Linked DNA regions of Mus musculus: region 1 is linked to region 2. A link is a contact called in public Hi-C data. All regions are on one chromosome and are shown on one strand. The core of a region is the stretch at or near the end of the contact, and the rest is flanking DNA. Distances in the headings are between cores, read along the strand shown. Region 1 holds the start of Nob1 (NIN1/RPN12 binding protein 1 homolog). Region 2 overlaps Cyb5b (cytochrome b5 type B).

Region 1 (6,588 bases), core at 3,880-6,379, 240 kb after region 2:
TTTAATCCAGCACTCGGGAGGCAGAGGCAGGAAGAGCTGAGTTCAAGGGCCTGCCTGGCCCACAGACTAAGTTCCAGGACAGCCAGGGATACAGAGAAAAAGCCTGTCTCAAAATACCTCGAAAAAAAAAAAAGGAATACACACACACACTTCCATTTGGAGTCTCACCAAAACAAGCTGATTAAACACTCAGAATGGAAAAGTGTGACTACTGATTGGTTATTTGGTAACATCAGGGGCCCATATTAATCCTATCTGAAGACACTGATGGCTCTGAAGGTGTTTCTGTGTTGGAGGCAGGGTCTAAGGTAGCTCAGGCTCACCTTCCTTACACTCATTAAATAGAGCATCCACCTTGAACCTCTGAGTCTCCAGAGCACTGGGATACAGGACAAGTGAGCTCCACTCTCCACATAACACTGCTACTAACTGAACTCAGGCTTCAGGCATGAGACAAGCACTTAGTAAGAAGCAACATCCCAGCCCAAGGCTATTGTTATTTTTAAGCTTAAGTAAAAGGACCCATGCAGTTGAGGGAGAAAACCAACTCCCATAGGCTTCTGACCCTTCTAGCAAGCTGTGGTATGTTCACACACACAACACACACACACACACACACACATACACGCATGCACAAAAGAAATGAAATACAGAAAATAAACAAAGAGCTGGACCTGGTAGCACATGCCTTTAATCCCACTGCTCTGGGATGCAAGCAGGTAGGTCTCTGTGAGTTCAAGGACAAGCAAGGCTATATTATGAGATCTTGTCTTAATACAAAAAGGGTTCAGGTCCAAACTGGACAACATAGTGAGACCCTGTCCTATAAAGATCGGTTAATCGTGTATATGAGGAAGACGGAGTAGAGTGAGGTGCCACAGCACACAGGTGCCCACACGGAGGTCAGAGGACGGTCTCTCTGGGACCCACTTTCTCCGTGTGCCTTGTCTTTGTTTCAGGCAACGTCTCTCCTGTTGCTTCCTGCCGATTCTGCCGCCTCTCTCATCAGAATGGGAGCACTAGAACTGCCAATTCTAGCCAACGCATCTACCCTTTCACAGAGGCTCAGTCATAGGTCATCGTGTTACAGGGCTCTAGCCGGCCGGCTTTGTCTTTATTTTAATTAAGAGCATGTAATAAAGACACACGGGAGAAGCTACATGTCGCAAAAACAGCAGAGACCTCCTAGCTGAAAACAGACTGGGTTGTGGCTCTGCATGATGAAACGATTACTGTGGATGGTAATGTAGAAGTGACTTATAAGGCCACCAAGGCCACTCTAATATTCCTTCTTTCACACTTGACAGTTCCTATAATATAGAGTACACTAAAAAAAACAAAGAAACCTGGGGCTGGAGGTGGCTCAGTGGTTAAGAGCATTTAGTGTACAAGCCTGAGGACTAGGGTCCCACTCCCAGCACCGGTGTTGCTGGTTCAGTGGTTAACAAAAGCCTGTAATTCTACTCCCCTTCTGGCTTCCACAGGCATCCTCCCCACCATGCCAAAAGCATAAAGCCACACACAAATTTCAAAACCAAACCAACCAACCAAACAATCCAACCCCCTCATTTACCTTCTCTGGTTCTTTTTTTAGATGAGACACCCCGACAAATTCTGCTTCCAGCTGGTAAGTCAGAGCCAGCACCTGGATATCTGTGGCAGAGAGGCTGGGGTAGTCCCCAGTTTTCTTGGAAAACTCAGTTACTGCAAGCAAACAAGAGATTTCTATCTTTAGTTAAGGGCAAACTGACAAGTCCTTGGATAACCACAGCATGGAAAGAACACATGTAGGGCCCAGAGAGATGGCTTATCAGTTAAGAGCACTAAAAAGGACCTGGGCTCAGTTCTCAGTATCCTCATGGTGGCTCACAACTGTTAACTCCAATTCCAAAGGATCTAACACCCTCTTCCAGCCTGAGAGCACCAGGCAGATACATGGCACGCATACATACATCATACATAGATACAGATACACACACACACCACACACCACACACCAGAACAAATGCCGTATGGGCCACTGAAATGATGGGCCACTACAGAGTAAAGGTGTCTGGCAGCAAATGCGACCACCTGAATTTGGTCCTGGGCGCTGCATGGTGGAAGGAGAAAACCCATCCTATCAGGCTGCCCTCTAACCTCATCTAAATTGTGCCATGCACAAATGTTTTCTTCTCGAAGGACTTAGAATCAATATTCCATCTGGGGGAGGTGGCTCACTCCTACGGTAATCCTGGTACTCCATGGAGACTAAAAATTAAAAGCTATCTTCAGCCTCATAAAAGTTCAAAGTCAGCCAGGCAGTGGTGGCACACGGCTTTAATCCCAGCACTCAGGAGGCAGAGGCAGGCGGATTTCTGAGTTCGAGGCCAGCCTGGTCTACTGAGTGACTTGCAGGACAGCCAGGGCTACACAGAGAAACCCTGTCTCGAAAAACCACCACTGCCAAATAACCAAACAGCAATAAGAATCTGTATCCCATAAAAACAGCGCCATCTACTTTCTCCTCTGTGACTGAGAAGTCCGCGTTCACCACCACCAAGCCCCGCCCGAGTGAGGTAGCTCTAAGGTGAGGTTCTCATCCCTGAGATCGGGGAACAAGGCAAGGCTGACAGACAGAGCTCCTCGGGAAAGCACGGTTATCAGTATACGCCTTTCTTCTTTCTAAGCTCTACTCTTTACTTCTGTACAGCAGCCAGATTAACAGAGGGTTTGAGTGCAGGATGGGACAGAAAGTTACCTGGGCTGTAACCACGGCCTCTGATGAAACCGAGAGAGGCACTGTGTACTAATGGTCGGTCTTTTGTGGTTTTTTTGTTTGTTTGTTTGTTTGTTTGTTTTTCAGAGCTGAGGACCGAACCCAGGGCCTTGCGCTTGCTAGGAGAGTGCTCTACCACTGAGCTAAACTCCCAACCCCTAATGGTCAGTTTGTTAAAGATTTTAAGAACAGCACACTATACTTGATCCACAGTGAATGGCACCGGCTACTACAGTGTTTGAGACACTGTCAATAAACACACAATTTTCTCATATCAGAAAAGTGTCTTCTTATAATAACGGCGTGAGTGACAGACACACTGCTACATTTCCTATAAAAATTGGTATTAATAGCAGGGCGTGGCCGTACATATCTTTATTTTTATGCTTATGAATGGCTTTGATATGTATACATGCCAGTCTGTCCACCACGTGTATGCCTAGTGCCCTCAGTTCAGAAGAGGGTGTCAGATGCCCTGGAACTGGAGTTAACAGATGGCCGAGTTGCCATGTGGGTGTTGGGAAGTGAACCTCTGCTTTTCAGAAGAGCTCAGTCACCTCTCCAGTCCCAGAATGGTACATACCTCCTTTAATACTAGGATGTGGGAGGCAGATGTAGGCAATTCTGAGTTCAAGGCCAGCCTGGTCTATATGGAGAGTCCTGAGCAAGCTGGACATAAAGAGGAGAGACCCTGCCTCTGCCTCAAAACAAACAAGCTTCCTTGGGCACCCAGCAAATGTTCCCAGTATCTGTAGTAAGATTCACTTACTTGCCGGCCAGTGCTGGTGCATGCTTTTGGCCCCAGCGCTGGGGAGACAGAGGCAGGTGGTTTGAATTTGAGGACAGCCTGGCCTACAGAGTTCTAGGTCAGCCAGGGCTACACAGAGAAACCCTGTCTCAAAAAAACAAAAACAAAAACAAAAACAAAACAAAACAAAAACCCTTTTTTTTAAATGCATGTGAGTGCTTTGTTAGCATGTAGATTATATGTTGACCCATTTCCTCCCAACCGTATCCTATGAGGTACTACTAGTATTTTGGAAAGTTGAAGCCACTTGACAGAGACCCTGTAACTATCAAGTCGGAGGGAAAAGCTACAGAAACCACTGCAGAGCAGGTAGAGCCCTGACCACCATCTGCCTCAGTGACGCCTCCACTCCCTACTAACCTGGATTCCTGAAGAGGACGATGACCCCTAGGCAGCTATTTTTTTTTTTTTTCAGAACTAATGCAAGCCCTAAACACATCCCCTTTCCTTTTTAAAATTTGTTATTTTTGAGATGAGATCTCACTACATATATAGCCCTGGCTTGCTTGGAACCTCTGACTTCAGAGGGCTTGGACTAAAAACATGTGACATCACACTGGGCCCAATCCCCTTTTATTTTTAATATGACAGTCTCACTACCTAGCTCAGGCTGGCCTGGGACCCATGACCCTGAAACCTATCTCCCCGGGACGAAGACTGCACCACTGTCTATATCGTGTGCCTTTTTCTTTTCTTTCTTTATTTATTTTTGTTATTTTCGAGACAGGGTTTCTCTGTGTAGCCCTTGCTGTCCTGGAACTCACTCTGTAGACCAGGCTGGCCTCAAACTCAGAAGAAATCCGCCTGCCTCTGCTTCCCAAGTGCTGGAGTTAAAGGTGTGCGCCACCACGCCCAGCCTGCATGCCTTTTTCTGAGTTGAGGTTGCCTCCACTGGAAACTATAATCACCCTACACACAGGACCACAGATCTAGGTTCTCTATTTGTAATTCACCCAGAGCCTTCTGTATACTTGTAGAGCGCTCTCGCACTGAGTCTTAGGAGTCTACACAACTTTACCTCATGTGTCCAATTTGCTAGACACTTCTCCAAGAGGTATATCCGCATGGTCTTCAGTCCTCGCGGAGGGGAGGCAGATATTATTACTATTTTCACGATAAAGCTTAAAGCCTGTGATACACCGTGGAGCGCACGGCTGGCACTATTAAAGCCAGGCTGAACCGACTGTCTCTAAAACAAACGCTGCCTGCTACCGATCGGGGCGGGTCTGTCTGCCACAAGGCTGGGCCGGGGCACTCACTCACCCAGCCGCACGTACTCTGGGAGAGGCTCCTTGAACCGAAGCTGGTAGGGCAGCACTGCCAGCCGCCTGCGCGTGGCCTTGTCGCGAATCTCTCGCACCACCTCCCGGATGGTGTAGATGTTCTTCCCGATGTCCTGGGGACAGACCGGCCCAGTTATCCCGCTCGCCTGACCCCACACGCATCCCTGGAGGGCCTCAAGCCCAGGCCCCGCGGCGGGATCCCCAGTACCTGCAGAGGCGCGTCCCTCAAGAAAGCTCCGGCATCAGCCACAACGTGCTCCACCGGCGCCATGTTGGCTGTCAAGGACAGACCGCGCATGCGTATGGAGCCTGCGCCGTTCTTGGGTTTGCACAGTAGTCTTCCTCAGACCGGAGGAACAGCTGCTGCGATTTCGCGGCGCCCCCTAGCGGCCACCGGCCACCCCTTCAGGACTGCGCGCATACACAGCCGCGCCGCTTGCCCTGCCTGGGGGGCTATGTGCATGATTAAAGTTGAGGGACTCCTTAAGTAATCGTCCTCGGAATTCATAGAACTTTCTTTACTTTTAAAGGAAAAACCTGTAGATATGGCATATGGTTGAAAGTCAGTAGCTAGAAACAACAAATCACAACAAATCAGTAGGGTATATTCGATTTTACAAGCAAGGAAGCCAAGCTGACTTGGCCAGATAACCTCCGAACTGACTTGAAACCACTTTTTAAAATCCGTTGTGTTATACAGCCACGCAGTCCTACTTTATTTGAATATCTTGGGACAATGGCTGTATTACTTTATACCTTTGCCCCATCTCCCTAAGCAAGGCACATGATTTTCTAGAAAATCGAACAGAAGGGGTAGTAATGACTATTAATGACTTCCGATTTTCCTTTCAATTCTGGGATTAGGAGATCTGGGCTACTACATGCTGGCAACGCTGATCTGAGCCTTTAGCAACTGCTTTCATTTACTCATCTGTCCCGTATCAAAAACCCTTCAGTGCCGGGATGGTACCTTCGTCTGACTTAAATATTTTCTGCATCCCCAAACATCTTAAATTACACGGGGGGTGGGGTGGGGGAGCATTCCAGGTGCTCCTGTGGGGGCTGGAAGACAACCACAGGAGTCAGTTATCTCCTTCTGCTAAGAGACTGCTATGGGGGCCGGGCGTGGTGGCGCACGCCTTTAATCCCAGCACTGGGGAGGCAGAGGCAGGCGGATTTCTGAGTTCGAGGCCAGCCTGGTCTACAAAGTGAGGTCCAGGACAGCCAGGGCTACACAGAGAAACCCTGTCTCGAAAAACAAAACAAAAAAAAAAAAAAAAAAAAAAAAAAAAAGAGAGAGAGACTGCTATGGAATACAGGTTCTCAGGCTAGGCAGGTAAAGATGCAACTTGCTGCCTCTTCATAGCCCTGGCTGTCCTTGAACTCAGAGATCTGCCTCCTTCTACCTCTCTTGCTCTGGGATTAAAGTTGTGACCACCAAACCTAATCCCCAAATATTTTATATCACCAATCTTCCTACCCCTCAATCGCTCCAATCTCTAGCTTCCAACAGTGCTGCCTGTTCTGAAATAAGACCCCAGTTGAAGACTATCCAACTTTATGGAAAATTTTCTCAGTGTTTTGGAATCCTTTCTCAGCTAGCTCCACTCCTCTGCAGGAGCTGACACTGCCTACTGTAGCTTCTTTCAGGATTTAGCTGGTTTTGGTGATTCTTTGCCTTCTCCCTGGCTTCTCACTCTTCATCCAATTCTCTCCTTTTTGCCTTGCAAACACAGTAC
Region 2 (6,662 bases), core at 482-2,981:
ACTACTGATAATGTAATGTCATTTTATATTATATAAAAAGGATGCTTTTTTTTTTTTAAATCTTTAATCCCAGCACTTGGGAGGCAGAAGCAGACAGTTCTCTTGGGTTGTAGGTCAGCCTGGTCTACAGAGCAAGCTCCAAGCCAGCCAAAGCTACATAATGAGATTCTGTTCAGGTCTACTTGTTGTAATCCTGTTGCCTACATAAACAGCTAGGGGAAAGGTAGGTTTTAGGTGATCGTTTGTCAAGGCTTTCCGTAAACGGCAAAGCAACACAACATGTGCACAGGTGTACTTTTAAAAGTCTAAACTTGTCAAAGAAGCCTGGACATTTGAGGGTCATGAAAAAACATTAAGACCAAGAGGAGGCAGTTCCTATCCACTGACAGCACCTCCTGACCTGTGGGCGTGGGCAGGTTTGATTGTTTATTCTTGAGGTGACCAGCTGCTGCCACATATACAGGTAATGGCAGGTGAACATGAGAGATTTGTGCTACCCAGATAAAATGTGTTAACACCCATTCTCTAAAAGTTTCTACCCAGCCCTGGGAGCTGGTTTTCATCACTGAGTGATGTACAGAAAGCAATAGCACACAGTGTATGGACTTACTTAAGCAGAGACAAGTCTGTCCAGAGCTGTCACTTGAGCTGGCTGGCTCTTCCAGCAGTTGCCATCGGGGCTCACGGTGTAGGGTTTGTGCTCATTAAGTGCTGATGGCAAGCAGTGGAAAGTGATTTACAAGCAAGGTGTGTCATCACATGCAGCACTCATGCTTCTGTCTCCAGTGATGCCCGTCCGGCTGAAGTCGACCTGAGATGACTGAAGCAAGGATCGTAAATGTTCATTGCCTCCTACCCCAAGGGAAGTGGACTCAGACATGTCTTGTCTCAACGAGAAACCGAAGGGTTGAAGCTGTGAGATTCAGTTGCCAAATATCCCAAAAGTAACGGGGAGCTCCGTCACATTTGGCCAGCTTTGGGATTTGTGGGAGTGGTCTAGGAGGGAGGCTGAAGAAGCAGGGGTGTGCCAGTCACCTGCCTTACACCCAGTGTCCTACTCATGAATGGCAGGGGCCACTCCTTGCCCACGCCTGCCTCGTCTAATCAGCTGCTTGGGCAGACGCTCCTTTCGGTTATTTGGCTTGTCTTTTCCTGCACCCTCAACTGAGTGGCTAATACTACATTCCTTTTGTGAATTCAACGATGGGGTTTGTTTACCTATTTGGTTTCAGCTTATTTTGAACAAAGATCTTTGTCTCTTTCTACTGGAATGTGCACACAGTGAATGTTTGTTAGAACTACACAATAAAGATACTGTTTTCCTTTTCTTGTCCTGACTACGGTTGCTTTTTTTTTTTTTTTTTTTTTATAAGACTTTTGTTTTTAAGGAAAGGGTACTGTGCTGCTTAGGTGTTGTGGATGAAGACAGTTGGGGTGCACAATGTTCTTCGGTGCCTCTGCTAACATTTCGTATAACCTAAGATAGGGTGCGCGGTGGCTCCCTAGGGTTCTTTGTTGGAAGTGGATTTCTCATTTGATAGTTGAGAGATATAGCCATCCTGGTTTGGCCCTGTTAGGGGATATGAAGTGGGAAGCAGAAAACAGCTTGGAGTTCTCTTTCTACCAGTAAAGAAAAGCCAACATGAGGTAATGTTTTATTGTCCGCAGTGCTGGGCTTCAGTTGATTGTTTTCCTTGGAACTAGCTAAACTGTTGGGGAAATTTATACACAGAGGTTGAGGTTCTAGTGACTGTGTGAAGCAAGGGAAATAGGCCATTTTATAATTACCTCTCACACACTGATAGCCTTTTCGCATGACCAACATCAGGTCAGAGTAGATCACTCATTAGGCCCCGGCGATTCCACTACAACAGGAATCGAGGATTAGTCACAGGAAGGGATAGCCCCATTCTTAATGCCAGCATTTGAATCCAATGTTTAATCCTGATGCTAATAGGAATTCATTATCAAGGCACTCTTCCTGCTGTTTGATAGTTGCGTGACAAATCTTGCTTGATTCACAATAATCTGAGAAGGCTGTGACTCCATTTACAAAAGTTTAAGGTAAGAAGACCCCACATAATTTATTACAATCTGGTGATGGGTAGCATACATTTGACAGCATTTCTAGCTAGATGTCTGATCTGTGTAGTTCAAAGCTTGCTCAGCTGAGTCGCTTTATATGCGTTTTGAAAAATTAATTCTTGTGGCTAGAGAGATGACTTAGAAGCTGAGAGCACTGCTCTTCTAAAGGACCTGGGTTCAAGTCTTAGTACCCATGTGACAGCTAGCAATCTGATGTCCTCTTCTGGCCTCTATAGTCACTGTTCATATGTGATGTGTACATACATGCAAACAGAACACGCATACACATAATTGAAAAACAGACAAACAACGACTCAATTCTTTTATGAAGCATTGAGAGGGCAATTGCTTTTCTGAGGGACTCTTGAGAACTCAGGTGTAAAATTGTTTATCATTTGTGTGACACCTGCTGTGTGTTACAAAGTAACAGCTCCGGGTGTTCCTGATCTTTATTATGGGAGCCTCACAAGTGAAATGGGGTCCCGGGTTTTACTACAGAACGTCACCAAAGGGAGGGGCAGAACGTGAACCTGCCTGGATATTTTTGTTTGTTTTGCTTCTTGCAACAAGGCCTAACCATGTAGCCCAGGATAGCCTCTGAGCTATCATCATCCATCTGCTTCAGCCACCTGGGTGCTGGGTTATAAATTGATGCCACCACATATCTTTGTAGTGATGATAGGCTTGAAATGACTCAATTTTCCTGCAAAACACATTTTTTTTTCCATGGTGCTGGGGATCCAATCCAGGGCTTTCATATGTGCTAAGCTAATACTGCACACTCAGTTTCATTTGTAGCACCACAAAACATTCATTATTTAAGAGAGTCTCACTGTGCACCTAAGCTGACTTAGGATTCCATCTCTCCTCCCCAGCCTTCCAAATGTCACATACTTACAAGCTTATGGTTAAAAGGTACTCAGATACACAGGTGTCAGGGAAATGTTTTCTGGCTATCCAGTGGAAGATAGAATCTCAATGGGAGATTGAGTCAAGTAGATCTTGAATTTGAGGCCAGCCCAGAAATTAAAAAGAAAAAAGAAAGAAAGAAAAAAGAATATATGTTCTAGAACTGTACTTAGAATAGTCCTAATGTAAATGCTGAAGGAAAACCTATAAGGAGCCCGTGTGGGGTTGCTGTGTGTGAACGTGCAAGCTGATTATTCTTATTAAATTCTCATTATTTAGAACGAGAACGTCAGGAAGTGGTGATGAGAACAACAAAACCACGTTCTTTTCAAGATGGAGTTAAATCTTAGAAGAAACTCAGTTGAATCGCTTCCCTGTACCTCAGCAGCTGTGAGGTGGAGAGCTGAGCATGGTGGCCCAATGCCCTCCATCCCTGCACTGGGAGGCAGAAGCAGGCAGATCTCTCTGAGTTTGAGACTAGCCTGGTCTACATAGCAAGTTCTAGGCCAACCAGGGCTACATAGTAAGACCCTGCCTTAAAAAGAGAGAGAGAGAAAAGAGAAAAAAAAGTGAGTAGTGTATTAGTTAAGGCTCTCTATAGGAACAAAACTGATAGATGAGTCTACATATATGATGGGGATTTATTAGAATGGCTTACAGGCTGTGGTCCAGCTCATCCAACAAGGGCTTTCTACCAACAGAAAGCCTAAGAACCCAGTAGTTCAGTCTGTGAGGCTGGATGTCTCAGCTGCTTTTCAGTACACCAGAATCCTGAAGAAGTATGCTCTAATGCCAGTGAAGGAATGACCTTGCCAGAGAGTTTCCTTCTTCCTTGTCCTTTATACAGGCTGCCAGCAGACAGTGTGGCCCAGGTTAAAGGTGGGTCGTCTTCCCACTTCAAATGATTTAACTCAGAAAAGTCCCTCCCAGGTGAACACAGTTGCTTGAGCCTTAGTTAATCCCAGATGCAATCAGATTGACACCAACAATAGCCACCACACGTCAGACCCTTGTCACCTTGACACAAAATCACATCTTCTGAGGTAGCGTGGGTGTGATGAGGTGGAGCCTGGAGGATAACAAGTTGGAGATCAGCCTGGTCCATAAGATGCATCATTTCAAAATAGGAAAAATTAGGGCTGGAGAGGAGAGATGGCTGAGTGTTTGAGAACACTCATTGACTGTTCTAAGGGACCCAGCTTAAATTTCCAGCACATATGGCAGCTCAAATCTGTAACTCCAGTCCCAGGGTTCCAACACCCTCTGAGGGCACATGGTGTACAGACCTGCATGTATGCAAAACACCCATACACATATAATAGTGATACTTAAAAAAAAATGGCTTAGTGTGCTGAAGTTCATGCTACACAAGTTTGATAGGATTTGTTCAATTACCCAAACCCATGTAAAGGTGGGAAGAGAGAAGGGACTCTAGATATTTGTTCCAATCCCCATGCCTGTGCAGGACCATACTCATATAAATATGATCAGGCCGGCCTCTAATTTAGAGAAATCCACCTGCCTCTGCCTCCCAAGTGCTGGGATTAAAGTCATGCACCACCACTGCCTGGCAATAAAATAATTTTTTAAAAGAAGCAAACAAACAAACAACTGGAGAGGCAGCAGCCTTGTGCCTCATCTTATAATCTTAGCTACTTGCAAGAGGGCCTGTGGCAGGTTCGTGTGTAGCTGTCCACGTGAAAGCTTGAAGGGCCAGTCTGCTCTAGCAGGAGACTGCAACACTATTTAGCCCTTAGAAATATGTACATGTGTTTCATTGGCTCAAAATAAGGTTTTCAAGCTGGGTTTGCTGGCTAGTATCATGTCAGTTTGACACAAGCTGGAGTCAACAGAGATATGAGTCTCTCTCTCTCTCTCTCTCTCTCTCTCTCTCTCTCTCTCTCTCTCACACACACACACACACACACACACACACACACAAAGTGAAAAAAATCTGTCAAACTCAGTGTGCCACCTTTCTGTCTTAGTACACAGCACACTGGAGACTGGAGTCAGGCCTGCGCCTGAACTGACAATCAGCTGTGATAATTCTCTGTTAAAAACCGAGTTCACACTTACACAGTGTTTATGAGGCACCCCTACACATTACCTCATTTGGTTCTCTTTAACACTCCTACTAAAGAACTTTTATCCTCCCCTGTTTACAGAAAGAGAAACTGAGGTATAAAAGGTTACATGACTTATGTTTACAAGGTGGATTATGGGTCAGAGTCTGCACCCAGGCTGTCTTGCTCTGGCTTCGAAACCTGCACCACATATGATACCATTACGTTAAGTGCTTCATATGCATCTGAGTCTCATTATTAACAGACCTTAGGAGGCGGATGCTGCCACCCCGCCCGAGCTTAGAGGGTCTGCACTGAGAACACGTGTTTGTGATTCCACTGTGCAAAAAGCATTTGGTAGCATCACTGTTTTCAAATGCATTTCAGTCTATCAGGAAACACTTTGTGCAAGCAGGGTGCAGTAGCAATTCTATAGTGCCAGTACTGGAAGGCAGAGGCAGGAAGATCACAGCAAGTTCAAGGGGCACTCTTTTCTGTATAACAAGTTCAGGCCTGTCATAGACTCTATTTCAAAACCTAATTGATTAATATAATAACTAAAACTTTAAAAATCCTTTATTTACAAGAATTAGGAATTACCGGTTAGGGCAGCCAGGAAGGAATGGTTTCATGTAGCAAAAGTCATATGGAGACTGGGAATCACAAGTTCAAGGCCAGTCTGGGCTACATAATGAGATCCTGCTAAAAAGAAAAAAATGAAAACACACACACACATACATGTTTTGTTTCTTGTTTCTTTTTGGAGACAGTTTCATATGGCCCAGGCTGGCTTCATACTCCCCATGTAGCCAGAGCTTGAATGAAGTTCCTCCCACCTCTTCCATCTGAATGGGGGGATTCTGGGTGTGTACTGCCACACTCAATTTATGTGGTGCTAAGGACTGAAGCCATGGCTTCATGCATGCTAGCCAAGCAGTCTACCAACAGATCTATGTCCCCAGCAACTAATGAAAGTTTTTAATGGCTCGGTACGAAAAGGCGCCTGTCACCCTGAGATTGACCCCTGGAACTCACATGGTAGAAGGAGGGAATCTACTCCCCCAAGTTATCCTCTAATCTCCACATGCATGGTGGGGCACACATGTGCCTCTGCTACACACAGCATATAATTGTAATAAAAAGTAAATATTCTTGGGGCTGGAGAGATGGCTCAGCGGGTAAGAGCACTGACTGCTCTTCCAGAGGTTCTGAGTTCAAATCCCAGCAACCACATGGTGGCTCACAACCATCAGTAATGGGATCCGATGCCCTCTTCTGGTGTGTCTGAAGACAGCTACAGTGTAGTCATATACATAAAATAAATAAACGATTCTTCAAGAAAAGTAAATATATAGTTGCATTTTCAAGGCATGTCCCTTCCAGTCTATTTTATCTAATTTTATTATGTATTTATTAATTATTTGGCGATACTAGGGATTGAGCACAGGGCCCTATACATGCTGGGCAAGAAAATATTTTCTTTAAGATTTATTTTTATTGTTTAAAATTATGTATGCACATAATTATGTATGTGTGTGTGTGGGGAATTGTGCAAGTGAGTGCGTGTGCCAGAGTGGATTCTCAAGAATGCCAGCTTTCGTT

Evidence for each region. Hi-C and Micro-C count contacts between places; a contact is called where the count stands out from the background.
Region 1: a contact with region 2 is called in a Hi-C map of extraembryonic endoderm stem cells, with 2.7 times the contacts expected there. The contact joins the promoter of Nob1 here to the enhancer-like site in region 2. A contact is called at or near these places in 6 of 39 promoter capture datasets (the 3T3-L1 cell line, the C10 cell line, embryonic stem cells and 3 more), 3 of 484 Hi-C or Micro-C datasets (the HL-1 cell line, extraembryonic endoderm stem cells and olfactory sensory neurons), 2 of 115 datasets of contacts at active chromatin or transcription factors (embryonic stem cells and pancreatic cancer cells) and 1 of 9 other capture datasets (adipose tissue).

Annotation. Positions count from the first base shown.
Region 1 is chr8:107,419,909-107,426,496 of GRCm38.p6, forward strand. It overlaps Nob1 (NIN1/RPN12 binding protein 1 homolog), which reads right to left and starts at 5,130. Exons shown (of 9, transcript NM_026277.3): 1 at 5,058-5,130; 2 at 4,830-4,962; 3 at 1,574-1,704. The coding sequence starts at 5,120.
Region 2 is chr8:107,186,135-107,192,796 of GRCm38.p6, forward strand. It overlaps Cyb5b (cytochrome b5 type B), which reads left to right. Exons shown (of 5, transcript NM_025558.5): 5 at 1-1,336. Among named protein-coding and RNA genes, the nearest start is that of 4930517G24Rik, 16 kb to the right of the region's middle. Within about 2 kb of position 1,732, at least 25 of the 459 cell types and tissues checked have an H3K27ac peak or open chromatin away from gene starts, as enhancers often do. A contact at or near this core is called in extraembryonic endoderm stem cells, where this site is marked.